2 separate regions of the Mus musculus genome follow, and region 2 is linked to region 1. Evidence: chromatin contacts called from public Micro-C data. All regions are on one chromosome and are shown on one strand. Each heading gives the region's core, a stretch centred on a gene start, on an enhancer-like site or on the middle of the called end of the contact. The rest is flanking DNA. Distances are from core to core; before and after follow the strand shown.

Region 1 (6,831 bases), core at 3,104-5,603:
CATTATTCCGAAGCCGGGTAAAAATAACGCCGAGCACTCTGACCCCGCCTTTCCAGCCCACGCTTCAATCAGACCTGCATCTTGGAACCCAGGAACCCACTGATGATCACGGCTAGGTCAGCTAGAAATCTCCGCTGGCGGGAGTGAGTCAGGGGCCTTGCTCAACTCTGTGCTCAGCCTTTCACAAAGGGTTTTAATTTGCAGGCTGTTGCATCATGGTGATGTTATAATTGCCAAGATAAGCCCTCAACACAGAAAAGGAAACTGTTTCACAAAGTACAGTGAGCTTGTGTTCACTCTCGTTGAAGGGACAGGCAGAACGGTGGAGGAGCATGAACACAGCTAGCACAACTCTCATCTTTTGAAACTCTACGCTGGACTGCTTACCCAGCTTCTCTGAGCACCTGTTTTGTAAAGTGGGGGTGGTGGGTGGGGGTGGTGCCCAGTGGGTCCTGCCTTGTTTAGTAACTGCCCTTCATATTTCTGAATCAAGGCAGTGAGGACTCCAGGTTCCAGTCCTTTCTGCAAGGCACTAATTTGAGACTGCCCTGGGTACTTCGGGCCTAGGTTTCTTCATGGAGGTCAAGAGTCATCAGTCTAACGGGGCCTGGCTTTAATTGACATCCACACAGCTCCCCGTATCCTCTCTCTAAGATAGCGTGCACGTGCACAAGTGTAGGTGAGAATGCGCACTGCTGATGGTTTAGAAGAAGAGATCAGCCAGGCTAGAGAACTCAAGTCACAGAAAATTCCAGGGATCTGGAAAAGGCCAAGCTACTCTTGCTGTGGGGACCTTGTCACCTCCGTTTCTTCCAATACTCCCTAAGGTCCCAGTTACTTGGGACCTTGAAGCACTTCGATGCTTCAAGAATTATCTTGGTACAAACATTAAGTAACACGCACAAGGCAAGGGTATTCAGGGGTAACAGAGAAGGTGAATCTTTACAGGCCCAATACCAACCTGTCTTCATTCTTTCTGTGAGATTCGGTTCCGTAAAGGAAAGCCAGTCCAAACATAAGCATTCTGGAAACATTTACTGAGCCCCTTCTTAACTGTGCGGATCCACGGGCTTCCTTCCCCTCAGGTTTCCCTGAAAGGCAGTGAAGGTCTATCATATACTGAGGAGAGAGTATCATATACTGGGGAGAGAGCAGCACTTACACCTGCCTTTTTTGCATCTCCCAAAGCAGACTCCCAAAGAGGGTCCTTAGGGTATCCAAGAGCATCATTTGATGCTGAATTCCAGGTTTGCCATCCAGAGAGCAGCCTGAGCTGATCACCCTCCAAACACCAGGAGGCTTTCCTGTGGCTTCAGAAGGCCACCGGGAGAAACGTGGAGCTGTGATGAAGTAGAGAGAGGAAGTAGAGAGGTACTTTTACAGGAGAGACAGCTACATCTATGTGGGTGACTTTGAATTAGGGACTCCCGACCATATATATCATCCCGGGCTTTGGATCAAATAAACTTTAGCTACAATAAGAAAAAAAAAAAAAAAAAAAACTGGGTTCCACTGTCCATGTTCAAGCACTGTCCCTCCTATCCATCACGATCAAGACTGCCCTCCCTTCTTTCTGTAGCCATTTAGATGTCCTGCTTTTTCACTCCGTGAATGGAGAAGAGATCTTGCCTCTGAAATTCAACGGAGACTCCAGAAACAAAGATATCTGTGGGGGTCGCGGCTAGCGGTGCTCCGGAGTAGAGTCAGCTTCTGGCTCGGTCTGCCTGAGGCTGCACTGTCCCGAGGCCCAAGGCCACCGGAGCCGGCGCCCAGGAGGCACGCCTGCTCTCCGCCTCAGGCCACCGGCTCCGGGCGAGCGCAGCTCACCGAACTCGGCCCTGCAAGCCTCCGCCCCGCTCGCGGCCGCGCCCCCACGCCGCGCCGCTCCCCAGGCCCGCCCCCCGCCGGGTGGGCGGCGCAGCGGGGCCTCGGCGCCGCGAGGACCCCCGCGCCAGAACAAAGGAATGCGGGAGGGGCCGGGGAGCCGCGCGGGCCACCGCGAGGCGCGTCCAGTTGCTGCCCAAGGGGAGCGTCTTGGGTCGAGGTCTCTGCCTGCCACTGCCAGGCGCGTGCCCGGTCTCCCGGACCAGCGAGGGGCGCAAGGACGCATGATGAAAGGTGGCGCTGCAAAGTCCCCCCAGGCCCCCCGCCTCTGAAGGCTTGGGTCTCCCAGCCCAGCACGCAAAGTGGGTCAGGGTCTGCTGCTGGGGGGCCTACTGCAACTGCAGCGTCTTGGAAAACGGCTAAAATAGGGATAATATGTTCCAGGAGTCATCATCTAGAATGTCTCCGCCCCCTAAAATAATATTGTAGTTCAATTATGTAAATGGTACGCTAAGAAAACTATATCTCACAGACACTATTAAATACGTATATTCACACATCATTACACTAAGTAAGAATCCGGGAAGAAATTTAATATCCGGATACTTACCATATTATTCTATCTCCAAGAATAAAACTAGGTTATACAAGGCAAAAATACAATCTACTAACCTATATATACTTCCCATAACTCATATCTGATCTGGGGGAAATTATGATGTGAAATAAATACTTTTGACCTCATTAGCCGTTGTTATTTACAAAAGCCAGAAAAGAAGGTGTCACTTGGCCATTCCCTGTTGCCCTCTGAACGCAGCAGTTCCTCCAAAGTGTCCTTTAAAATGATAAATGGGGCCCCCGCGTTCACCAGCAGTCTCTGGGTGCTGCGAAATGCCTTCCTAAAAATACAGTCTTATCAGAGGTCTTGGAAGGCGTGGAGTTAAAACTACAGCAAATGGCCTTGAGCTCGTATTTGCACACAGCCCTGGAGAAACCAGAAATAGCACTGAGGCCAGGATTGTTAAAATGTGATAGGGCTATATTTAGAAAGACGTACATTTCTTTTAGGGTAAAAGACACACATTTGGCAAGCATGAGCTATGTCAAGGCTTAGTCGGTCGTCACTTTCCGGCTTAAAATATCCTTTAAAAGAACCAACAAAACCCCTGTTGATGGTGACATTCTTCAACGCTGAGATTGCCCTACTTTCTTTGTGGCAAGATTATAAAATCACGTAATTAGCTCCCTTTCTATGCTCAACAGCCAGCAAATTCGGCAGTTACATAACCTCACATTTCCAGGAATCTAGTAATGATTTGTCTTGTGGTGTCTTAAAAAAAAAAAAAAAAAAGCCAATGACGATAAGGTGAGAAAAAAAAAAAAGAAAGAAAGAAAAAGAAAGGCTGATGAAACGCATCGCATTCCAGTTGGGAAAAGTGGGGAGGCAAACGTCACAATGGCTCGTCCGGGTTTTAAAAATAACACCTCGGAACATTTAAGGAGCCCCCCCTCCCCCGCGCGCATTAGTGTCCAAGACTAGGATTTCTTCTTTCTTAATAATGAACTCCATAGAATCGTTTTTTAAAATATGCGTATTTGGGACGATACAGAGGTACCAATAAGGATCTAATAGCCAACGCTGCGCTAAAATGACCAAATCATTGCACACAAATCACACGCGCACATTCTCACATCAGTTCGTCCTCGGTGCCCACGTTTCATCGCTGGCCCATTATGCAATGTAAGAAAGGACACATCCCTCCACCTTCCCGAGGGCTCGTAAAACACGGTGACGACAAACGGGTTGGAAAACGTCGGTGCCGACACAGCGCCTGACACAAACAAACGCCGCGCAGGCATCTCCGATTGCCGTCACCGTTGGTACTCCCAATCCTCCTAAGCAAATCAAGACTCAACCCTCCCCTTAGCTGGCCCGGATTGGGGACTAGCGCGGAGAGACCCCGGAGAGCAGGGCAAGTCGTCTGGCTGCTAAAAGGATCGGCCTCCACTCCGCCTCCACGGCGCGCTCTTCGCCACCGAAACATCAATTTTCCTGAAATCCGGAGACATTATGCAATAGCGGGGAGGAGGAGGGAGCGCGCGGCAGCCCGGGCTACGTGCGGGCGCCAGGGCGCTGCAATCAAAGCAGCTACCTTAAGGTGGCGAGTCCCCCCTCCTGCCAAGGCAGCAAAAGTTTATGTAATGCATGCCCCGCGCACACTCGCCGCCTCCCGCCAGCCCTGCGCCGCGCCCGCACGCATCCCGCGCCCTACGCCCGCCGGCCGCGCGCTCCAAGAGCGGGCACGGAGCAGAGCAGGGCCCCCGGGGCCGCCGGTGGGCGGAGCGCTTACCGTGGTTCTGCTCCCTGGTCCGTGAGGGGGAAAAGAAAGGGCGGCTGTAACCGGGCTGGCGGCGCCGGGGCGCGATTCAAGCTCCGCCGGGCCCTCAGCGGGCGGTGGCGAGGGCGCGGCGCGGGAGACGAGCGGGCGCGCCGGGTCCGCGGGCGCCGTGGCCGCGCCGAGAGATGTGTGTTAGTAGGTCAGTTCCGAGCGCCGCGCTACGTCGCCGCCCGCCAGCCCCGCCGTGACGGGCGGCGGCCGCCCCAATCGCCGCGCCCGCGCCCGCCCCCGGCCCGCCGCCACTGGCCGCGCCGACAGGGGCGGGCTCCCCACCGCCCCGCCCCGCCCCGCCCCGTCCTCTCCGCCGCGGCGCCACTGGCAGTCCGCGTCCTTCTCTGGCCGCGGCCGCAGCTGCTACCCGCTGTCCGTGGGGACCCAGGCCGAGCGCTATGTTGCGCAACGGGACGCACCGCGGAGCAACCCGAGGCACGCCTAAGAGGAGCCCAGGACCCTTTTGCCCATTGCCGGCCGCGCCCTCCGGGTCGCTGCGCTCGCTCCGTGGTGCCAGCACCTTTTTTTGTTTGTTTGTTTCCCGGAGAGCCACAGAGGGCCGGGCTACCTGTTGCCAATAGAACCCCGGGTGAGGGCTATGGGGACACGGGCGTGGCGGGGACCTTGGCCTCCTTGTGCCCACGGTCCCCTCTGAGACCGGGAAAGGGGCGCGGCAGCCGGGCTACTGAAATGTCCCGCTCCTCTCCCGGGCAGCGCCGCAACGGTAACACAAACAGCGCTCCCGACACAATTAGGGCGAAGACGACCCCTACAAAGTTGTTGCGTAACACGGTTGGGAAACCAAGCTAGACCCGGTTGGTCTGTGTCCCCGACCACGTGGAGAGGTGGCGGCTGTCTCCGAGGACCTGAGAGTCCGCGGCCTCGGTGTCCCCGGCTGGGAAACCTACCCGCTTTCGGTGCTCGGGCTAGAGCAAGCCACGGAGGGCATTCCCCAAGCATCTTGAACTGGTAGTTCTCCTCTCCTTTCGGTTCTCAGTGAACACGCCAGCCAGCCCCCACCCCACCCCCCTTTCCCCAATTCCTGGGATGTACAAAAGACATAAGGAAATGGGAGACAGAGCATCTGGTGGCATGTTCTTAAGTCAGTCATCGGGTTGGCTATTGTAAAGGAACGTGGCAAACACTCCCCGCGTTTACAGACACGTAAGATTATAGCCGGCCTTGGCAAAGGGAGCCATATTCCTGACAGTGACGCACGCGCTTGCCCAAATACGGAATGTGGCAGGTGGCAAGGTCCTTGAGCTCGGACTGTGGGACCTGGGCTCGAATGATTCCCTCACTCAACCCCCTCCTTTCTCATTTTTCAAAGAAAGCAAACCCCAAAATAAAGAGTGAGTGTGCGGGACCCCCACCCGGAACATCTCACCAAGTGGATCTCTTTCCATTTACTCAAGACACACAGTAGTAACTCCACAAATAATCTCCGAGGCACATCCAGTGGTGATTTAAATGCCATTCACCGTTGGACTTTTGGACGCCTTCACAGGGCAATAATGATGGAGTCTAGCTGGTAAAATACCCCTTAACCAATAAAGCCCCCATAGCACAGATACGCAATAGAGGATAAATCTCCTTTCACGGGTGCTGATCAGTTCAGGGAACACCCCCTCCCCCCTTTACACTTTGTTTGTTTGGATTTTTTTTTGTTTTTTGTTTTGTTTTTTTCCGAAGAACTAACTACCTTGATGTAAACGAATCTTGATTTGGTTAATCGGTTCCACTTTTCTCGAATTTACTGATGTCATAGGATCCCTAAGTAGGTAGAATCGGGGAATAGCGTTTTCACAAAAAAAAAAAAAAAAAAAAAAAAAAAAAAAAAAAAAAAATTGAACTTGCCTGACTCACCCAAGGCTGACAGCGGAAGAACGGACTGCTGTGACCCACGAAGCTGTTCTTTATACTGAATTTTGAAATCTGATGCCTGTCTTCATTCCCGGGGGCAGTTTACATTGCGCCTCCACCACATTTATGCTTCCGTCATTGTCATCTAACTTGGAAATCAGAGGAAGTGTGAAAGATGTCTCTGATATCAACTTGGAAAACAACTCATTCGCGCCCCCTGGTGCTTAAAAACAGCTCAACAAGGTGATGGAGGCTCGGTCTCCAGGACCCGGGTGATGATGCGTCCGGTGTTACACCCTGGGGGTCCACCTAGTGGGCAAGTGCTTGCAATTAATTGAACTAGAAGAAAATTGAAACATAACCCTGGGGTGGGAGAATTTCCCCCAAGTCTCCAGTGTGCTGATTACTGAACAGGCTGTAAGTAGGGTCTCCCGAATAGGGAGATGGTGGAGGACTTTAATTGAAGTATGACTTTCAAACGAGTTTTTTGCGGAAGTGCTGGGGCTTGAACCCTGGACTGCTACGTGCTAAGCAAGTGCTTTATCGGTATCCTACCTTCGCAACCAAACTCAAAACGTTCTTACTCTAAGTGGCTGGTTTGTTTCAGAGCGGGAATTGGGTTTGGATGCAGGAGCCAAAGAGAGATGATCTAGACCAGAAAGCATTTAAGAATCGCTTTGTGTTTATACACTGCTGTAGCACACTTTGAGCAGCCAATATAAGAGGTGTAAGCTGAGAGCAGGTGGAGGATGTG
Region 2 (6,831 bases), core at 3,240-5,739, 310 kb after region 1:
CAGCTCCTATACTCCACAGCATAAATGTTACGACGAGTTCAAGCCAAAATGTTTCTGTAATTTAACTGTACATCCTGTTAGCTGCCCTTCCAGGAGGGTTTGGAAGCCATTAAGCTGGGTGCATTGGTGATGGGGGGACCCCTCCCCCACTCTCAGAGGTTCAGGGCAGCAGCCACATTCTCCCCTGATAACATCTCAGAAGTGGCAGAGAGCTTACTGAAGCTCATTCCAACACAATTAAACACACACACACTTCCCATTGGGGCTTAAGACCTTCTAGAGGCCAAGCTACTTAGTCGAATTAGGCTCAACTTTTTTTCTGTAATTATTTCCTTCCCTTTGGCTTTTTTGATGGGGGCGGGGGCAGGGAGGTGAGATCAGAATTAGAACTTAAAGGAAACGTATCCCAGAAAACTCATCAGCGACGCTTAACCAAACCAAAACCAATCCCATTTTGAAAAGTGTTACGAAAATCTTCACCATGGTCCAACCAACCGCTCCTCAGCTGCTCTGTCAATATGACTTCAAACACATTACACCCTAGACAGTTTTTATGAGCGCTGTACATGTAAGCAGAGCTGTTCCACCCTGGGTTCCAACTTGGCAAGCTCCTCTAACCAAACCAAATAAATACATGCTAGGTGAAGAAGGCCTTCAACAGCCCAAGTAGGCTCCCGCCATAGCTCCTGGGCTGCAGTCCCCTTAATTGCTTTGCTTTGCTTTTGTTTTTTGTTTTTTTTAAACTCCAAAACTGGAGAGGTTACACCGCCCCGTCAGCACCTCACTGTCACCAGGGGATGGTACGAATGGAATGGCACGAATCCAAGACTCCAAAGCCACAGTGACCAAATGGGTCCTTTTTACCCAACAGCCTTTTATACAAATTGACTAGTAACCACACACACCCAAGAAAAACACAATCCTGGCTCTGCTTGGAAATCCTGTGTGTTTGCCATTGGGGACATAGGGTCCCATATAAGTAGTCACTGGGGTTCCCCAAGGAGGAAACAGTCTAATGGCTCACAAAGAGTAGTCCCAGCCAGAAGACCCACGTAGGAATGGCCAGCCCAGGGAATCTCGAGTGGGGTATAGCAAAGCAAATCCAGTGGTCACAACTGGGTAGCAAGGAGATCACTGTTTCCTCTCCAGGTCTCCAAACAACCGGCAGATAGATGCCGGGAGATCTATGTCACCTTAGGGGACACTCCATGAACCTTCCAGTAGCATACCATTTAGTAGTAGCGTGCTTCATAATGACACCTTCCCTTCCTGGCCATCCCCACAACACACTCTAAAGAAGAGTTGAAATACCTCCAAGAAGGATTCACCTCCCTGACCAGTCAAAGAAGCCACTTCTAACTCCTGAGTATCCATCCCATTCTCTTTAGAAGATGCTTTAAAAAAGAAAAAAGAAAAAAGCCTGCATAAAGTGTAGCTTCTGCCAGGCTTGTAAGTTCCCCAGGCTATCTGTTTAAAGAGGCAACTAGTGAGAGACTCTCTGCAAGTCACACAAACACCAATTACAGCTACGTTCTGGGTAAACAATGGGAAGAATGTTTAACAACAAGAATAGAAAAGTCACTGGGTGCTGCTTCCAGCCTTTGCAGGGGATTGCCATCAAAACTGCTCCCAAAAATGCACGTTTTTTAAACCAGTGGTTTAGGTTTGGGTTTGGGTTTGCATGCAAAAATACCAAGCAGAAAGCTTATTGGCTTTCTCGCTATACCAGGTTAACTAAGCAAGAGCAGCCACAGGGAGAGCCCAGCTCAGAGGGAGGGTGCCAACCTAGCATGCTGGAGGCCTCAGGTTATGACTCTCCAGAAGAAAAACCACCTTCTGGGTTGTCTTGTTTTGTTTTAAATGGAACCTGGCTGGTCGGATCCCTTCCCTGATAATGTATGTCCCAAAGGAGTCCGTGAGGCTCGGATTTTCAGGGTGGCGCTCTTCATCACTGGATGCCAGGGCTCGACTTGAAATTGTTATGAAACACTGAAAGGTTTCGAATGTGTAGCTCTTCCCTGCTTGGTACTCAACCATAATAAGAAAAACATGTTTTACTGCACACACAAAATCTTTTCTGTTTCCACAAAGTCTTTTACACAAGATGATCTCATTTCTTTTCTTCTAAGAAGACTGTCATTGGGTATTGTGACCACCACTCAGGGATATGGGCCAGAGGCAATCTGGGCCCTGCAGAAATGAGAGGCAGGAGAAGGCAAAAGCCCCATCACTCCTGTCCTGCCTACCCCTGAGAACAGAGTCCCAAAGCAGGTATTCCTGTCCTTAGGGAATGGAGTCTTTCTATTAAAATATGGAATAAGAACATATATCCTTTTAAAATAATTTTTTCATGTTTTTACATCCCAAATCCTTTCAAGTATAGAACTCTCCAATTGCTGGGATTCACTCCTTAACAACAAAAAAGATCTCAAACACCCACGTGCCCTGTATAATTTCGTGTGTGTGTGTGTGTGTGTGTGTGTGTGTGTGTGTGTGTGTGTGTGTACACGAACAAGCATGCCTGTTATCTATCGACTAGACTAGCAAACAATCCAGAAACAAGAGAAACAAAGTCTTTCTAGAGATTACAGTTCCATTTCACTAGCAAAGATAAATTACCCCCACAGATGGGGGGGGGGGGGGCTGGTGGCTTTCTTCATCAGACGCGATTATCCTTCCTACCCAAGTGAAGGCAGTCCTCAAACTGATACATTCAAAATGCAAGTAGGCCTTTCTACTCTGGTTACAAAATTGACTTTAAGCAACCAAGGCTCCTGCCCCCTTACCATAGCGGATCCTGTGCCCCCACCCCAGCTACACCTCAAGACACCCCAAACCACAAGATTTGTAAGGGCCTGTGGCAAAGGCCAAAATCCCTATGGAGGCGACCAGTTTATAGCCCCTTAGTTTCAAAAGAATTTCTTGATGGTGGAGAAGGGGGAATTCTTGCGGGGCGGGCAGTTTGGTAATGACATTAATTTAAGATACAGGGCACTCTCATTCTGCAATCAGCGGTTCCTGCTTTCGGGGATAGGTGTATCAATGCAAATCAAGAGATCAGAAACGGTAAATACCATCAGCATCGGTTTAAACCCAAACGCCCTCCTGGAAGGTTGCTCAGCATTTCCTTCCTTCTTTGGACCCGACACAAGAAAGCGCCCCCGCACAGCAGGACTTGGAAAGATCCCCAAGTCCTGCTGCCTGACTCTGCCCCTTAACTCTCACCTGCTTGCGGGAACACTGGGGGGCTGGGGAACACTGAAGTCACTGTCCCAGTAGGGCGCGTCTCACGCAGCTCAGAAACTTAGGGCAAACCTCAAGAGTCCCTGACCCTCCTGGGCCCGGAGGCCGTGCCTACCTTCAGCCGAGCCAACAGGCCGCGGGGATTCGGGCCACAGACCTGACGGCCAGTAGGTGCTCTAGGGTTTGCACTGGGAGGATCATCGCCTCTTCCTCCTCCGGCCACCACAGTCATTTCTACCCAGGTATCCTCCAAAAACACGTCTGTGCTCCTTGACAGGGTCTCCTGAGCCCTGATCAAGCCCACACAGAATCCTCCAGAGGTGGAAGAAACGCTCGAGAAAACACTACGAGGACAGGGGGAAGGGCACTTCCCCTTCAGCCTCGCAAATCAAATCCCGGGGCCAAGCCCCCAGCTAAGCAGGACCCACCAAACACCACTTTGGCCACCAATTTCAACAAAAGGGAAGCCAAGACCTTCGATCGTGCGTTCCCCACTGCCCCGGGGAAAAAAAAGACTAACTCAGGACCGCATCTGCCCCGGAGGCAGACAAGGTTCAAGGGATGCATGTGGACTGGAACGGCGGTGACCTGGGAAGAAACGATGGAGTCCAGGTCTTGGGTCACACAGAGCACGTCTACCGGTGCACATCTCGACTGTGATGTACTTAAGAAAAGCTCCCGGCCGCTGCCCACCCCGGCCTCTGGAAACACTTAGTGGTCCCTAGAGCGCAGCTCATTGGAACCAGCCCCAGGCGACTGAGGGCACGGGCCCAAGCTGGCGCCGAGCGCGCGAAGCATGGCCTTGCCTGGCGCCCCTCGATCGAGAGCACCGGCGCCCGCGCGGCGGCCGAGAGAGTGGTGGAAGAGCGGGCAATGCTCGGAGGGCGCACGCAGGGTCCTTACCTGCCGTCCAGGGTGTCCAGAGCAGGAGCGCCGCAGCCGTCCAGACGGCCCGGGCGCACAGAGGCACACGGCTCGGCCGCACCCAGCCCCGAGCCATGCTGCGGGCCGTGGGTGCCCGGTCGCCTACCGCGCGCTCGGCCTTTGGGCTTCGGGCCGGGGCGCCTCAACCCCTCCCCGCCACGCGTCCGCTTCTTCCTTCCTCGCGCTTCGCAGGCTGGTCCCCTTCGAGGGCCACTCTGGTGTCCCTTTTTCCCTGCCCCGATGCACCGATTCACTGCAGAGACTCTGGGGCTCGGGCACGGGCGTCCCGCCGGCCGCCGGGAAGAGCACAGGGGGGGCGGAACGCGGGCGGGCGCGCAGGAGGCAGGGTCCCCAGCTCGCCCGCCCCGATGGGCAGAGAGGCCGGCGCCGGCGCCCTCTGCCGGAGTGACTCAAGGGCAGCGACCCGAGTGAGCGGGAAGGAGCCGGGTCCGCCCCTGCGTCCAGGGAGCCGCCTGCAGCACCCGCCCTCCCGCCAGCGCCTCCGGGACTTCTAGGCACAAAGGTGGAGCCTCCGGTTCATCTGCTCTTGCAGCAGTGTTGCCACCCACCATCAGAAGCCTGGAAACTTGGGGACCTGGACCACACAAATCATTAACTAGGCGTCCCTTGATGAAGCCCCACGAGGGGAATTCAGTTGTCAGTTCTTCGAAATCCTGGGCCCAAAGTGAGAGATGAGGTATGGTCTTCGAACACAGATTTTCCAGAATATAGCCGGCTGCGTCCCCATGGGCGTCCTGCCAAGCCCCTTGGGAGGATCAGGACCCTCCGGGAATCTAGCAAAAAGTCAGCACACGCCCCATTAATGAGGGTAGTAGGATGGGAGCCAACCAAGGCTATGACAACAGCCAGCACACATCAGGGAAGTGAAGGGTCCTGGGGCAGAGCTTGAGCGAGGGGTCCTGGAGTATCCCAAGAACACACTGGAGACCAGGGCGTCGACAATGTATGTGTTAACGTGTATTTTCCTAATGAATGTTATGTGCCTTTGCACGGTAGTATCTTTCCTTTGTTCACCAACAGCCTAAACTTCTTCTGGGAAATATCACTTCAAATATTTGAAAGGAGGAGGCTGGGAGTTTAATTCAAGGTCTTCTACATATTAGGCAAACAGTTTGATCTACATCCCCAGCCTTTGTTGTTGCTGCTTTGAGATGTGCTCATTTTTATTTTACATGCATGTGTGAGTACCTGCGTGCATGGCTGTGACCTAGATGTGTGCAGTGACAGAGGAGGTCAGAAGAGGGCTTTACATCCCCTTAAGCTAAGGTTGCAGATGATTGTGAGCTTCGTTGGGAGTGCTGGGGACTGAACCAGGGTCCTCTGCAAGAGCAGTCGGTGCTCTTAACTGCTGAGCCAGCTGTCTCTCCAGCCCCGGCAGCATCACTCCTCTTTGACAGGGTGTTGCCAAGGACCAAGGTTGGTCTTATTTGGTTCAGTTGTTTTCATTGTTGTTGATGTTGTTTTTAAACAGAGGTACATGAATCCTAGACTAACTTCAAAGTTGTTATGTAGCCAAAGATAACCTCGAGTGTACCCTGCCTTTGCCTCCTGAGCGCTTGGATTGCAGGCATGTGCAGATGGTGCTGGAGACTGAGCCCAGAACCTCTCGAATGTTAGGCAAGCACTCACCCACGAAGGCATAGCTCCAGCCCCACATTTGGTTTTAATTGGGTTGCCTGTAGTCTTGGTTTTTTTATGACTTTAAGAGTTATTTGTAGCTAGTCACGGTGGCATGTGTCTTTGATGAACTTGGGAGGCAGAGGCAGGCAGAGCTCTGTGAGTCTGAGACCAGCCTGGGCTGCAGAATCAGCTCCAGGATATCCAGACCTACATAATGAGACAGACTCCAAAAAAAAAAGACAAAAATTTAAAAAGGGGGGGAGGGGAGAAAAAAAGAGAGAAAAAAAGAATTCTTAGTAACTTTTTAATACCAGGTAAAGATGGCACTGTTTTTGTCATTGTCAATCCACAACCCCACAGGGCTTCAGGTAGAGTAGCAGGACTCCCACCACAGACACATGCCCCAGTAGTCATGTTATCTGTTGCTATAGTTTGGAAACCTTCCCCTGTGCTGCAGGAGTGCACCCATATGAAGCCCAGACAGGTTACTGCCAAAGACCAAATTCACAAATAATTCCACCCAAGCCACTTATTGAGGGTTTCATTGCCATGAAACCAAGACCAGGGCAACTTTTATAAAGGAAACATTTAGTTCACGCTGACTTACAGGTTCAAGGGTTTCATCCATTATCGTAAACACCACAGCCTGCAGGCGGGCATGGTGCTGGAGCTGAGGATTCTACATCCGGATCCACAGGCAGCAGCAGGAGACTGTGTGCCACACCGGGCGAAGCTTGAGCATAGGAGACCTTAAAGCCTGCTCCCACAGTGACACGCTTCCCTCCACAAGGCCACACCTCCTACTAATACCACTCACTGTGGGCCATGCAATCAAACACATGAGTTTGTGGGGGCCATTCCTATTCAAACCACCACACCTAGCGTACTGAACCAATGTTATTTACAGAGTTGGGGTGTGTGTGAGGATGGGTGTGTGTGTGTGTGATACAATGGCAGCTGTATCTCTGAAAGTTCAACCAAAAGTGGAACTCTGGAATTCTTTATACTCTGCAGGCAGTTCCT

Evidence for each region. A called contact is a pair of places that touch in the nucleus more often than the background predicts.
Region 2: a Micro-C map of embryonic stem cells shows a contact between it and region 1, with 8 times the contacts expected there. The contact joins the promoter of Ror2 here to the promoter of Nfil3 in region 1. A contact is called at or near these places in 11 of 39 promoter capture datasets (the 3T3-L1 cell line, cranial neural crest, embryonic stem cells and 4 more), 3 of 484 Hi-C or Micro-C datasets (all in embryonic stem cells) and 1 of 115 datasets of contacts at active chromatin or transcription factors (pancreatic cancer cells).

What each region holds. Positions count from the first base shown.
Region 1 is chr13:52,976,686-52,983,516 of GRCm38.p6, forward strand. It overlaps Nfil3 (nuclear factor, interleukin 3, regulated), which reads right to left and starts at 4,354. Exons shown (of 2, transcript NM_017373.3): 1 at 4,176-4,354.
Region 2 is chr13:53,281,635-53,288,465 of GRCm38.p6, forward strand. Ror2 (receptor tyrosine kinase-like orphan receptor 2) reads right to left here and starts at 4,490. Exons shown (of 9, transcript NM_013846.4): 1 at 4,147-4,490. The coding sequence starts at 4,243. Gm33574 (a long non-coding RNA gene) reads left to right here and starts at 4,547. Exons shown (of 3, transcript XR_382385.4): 1 at 4,547-4,864; 2 at 6,823-6,831.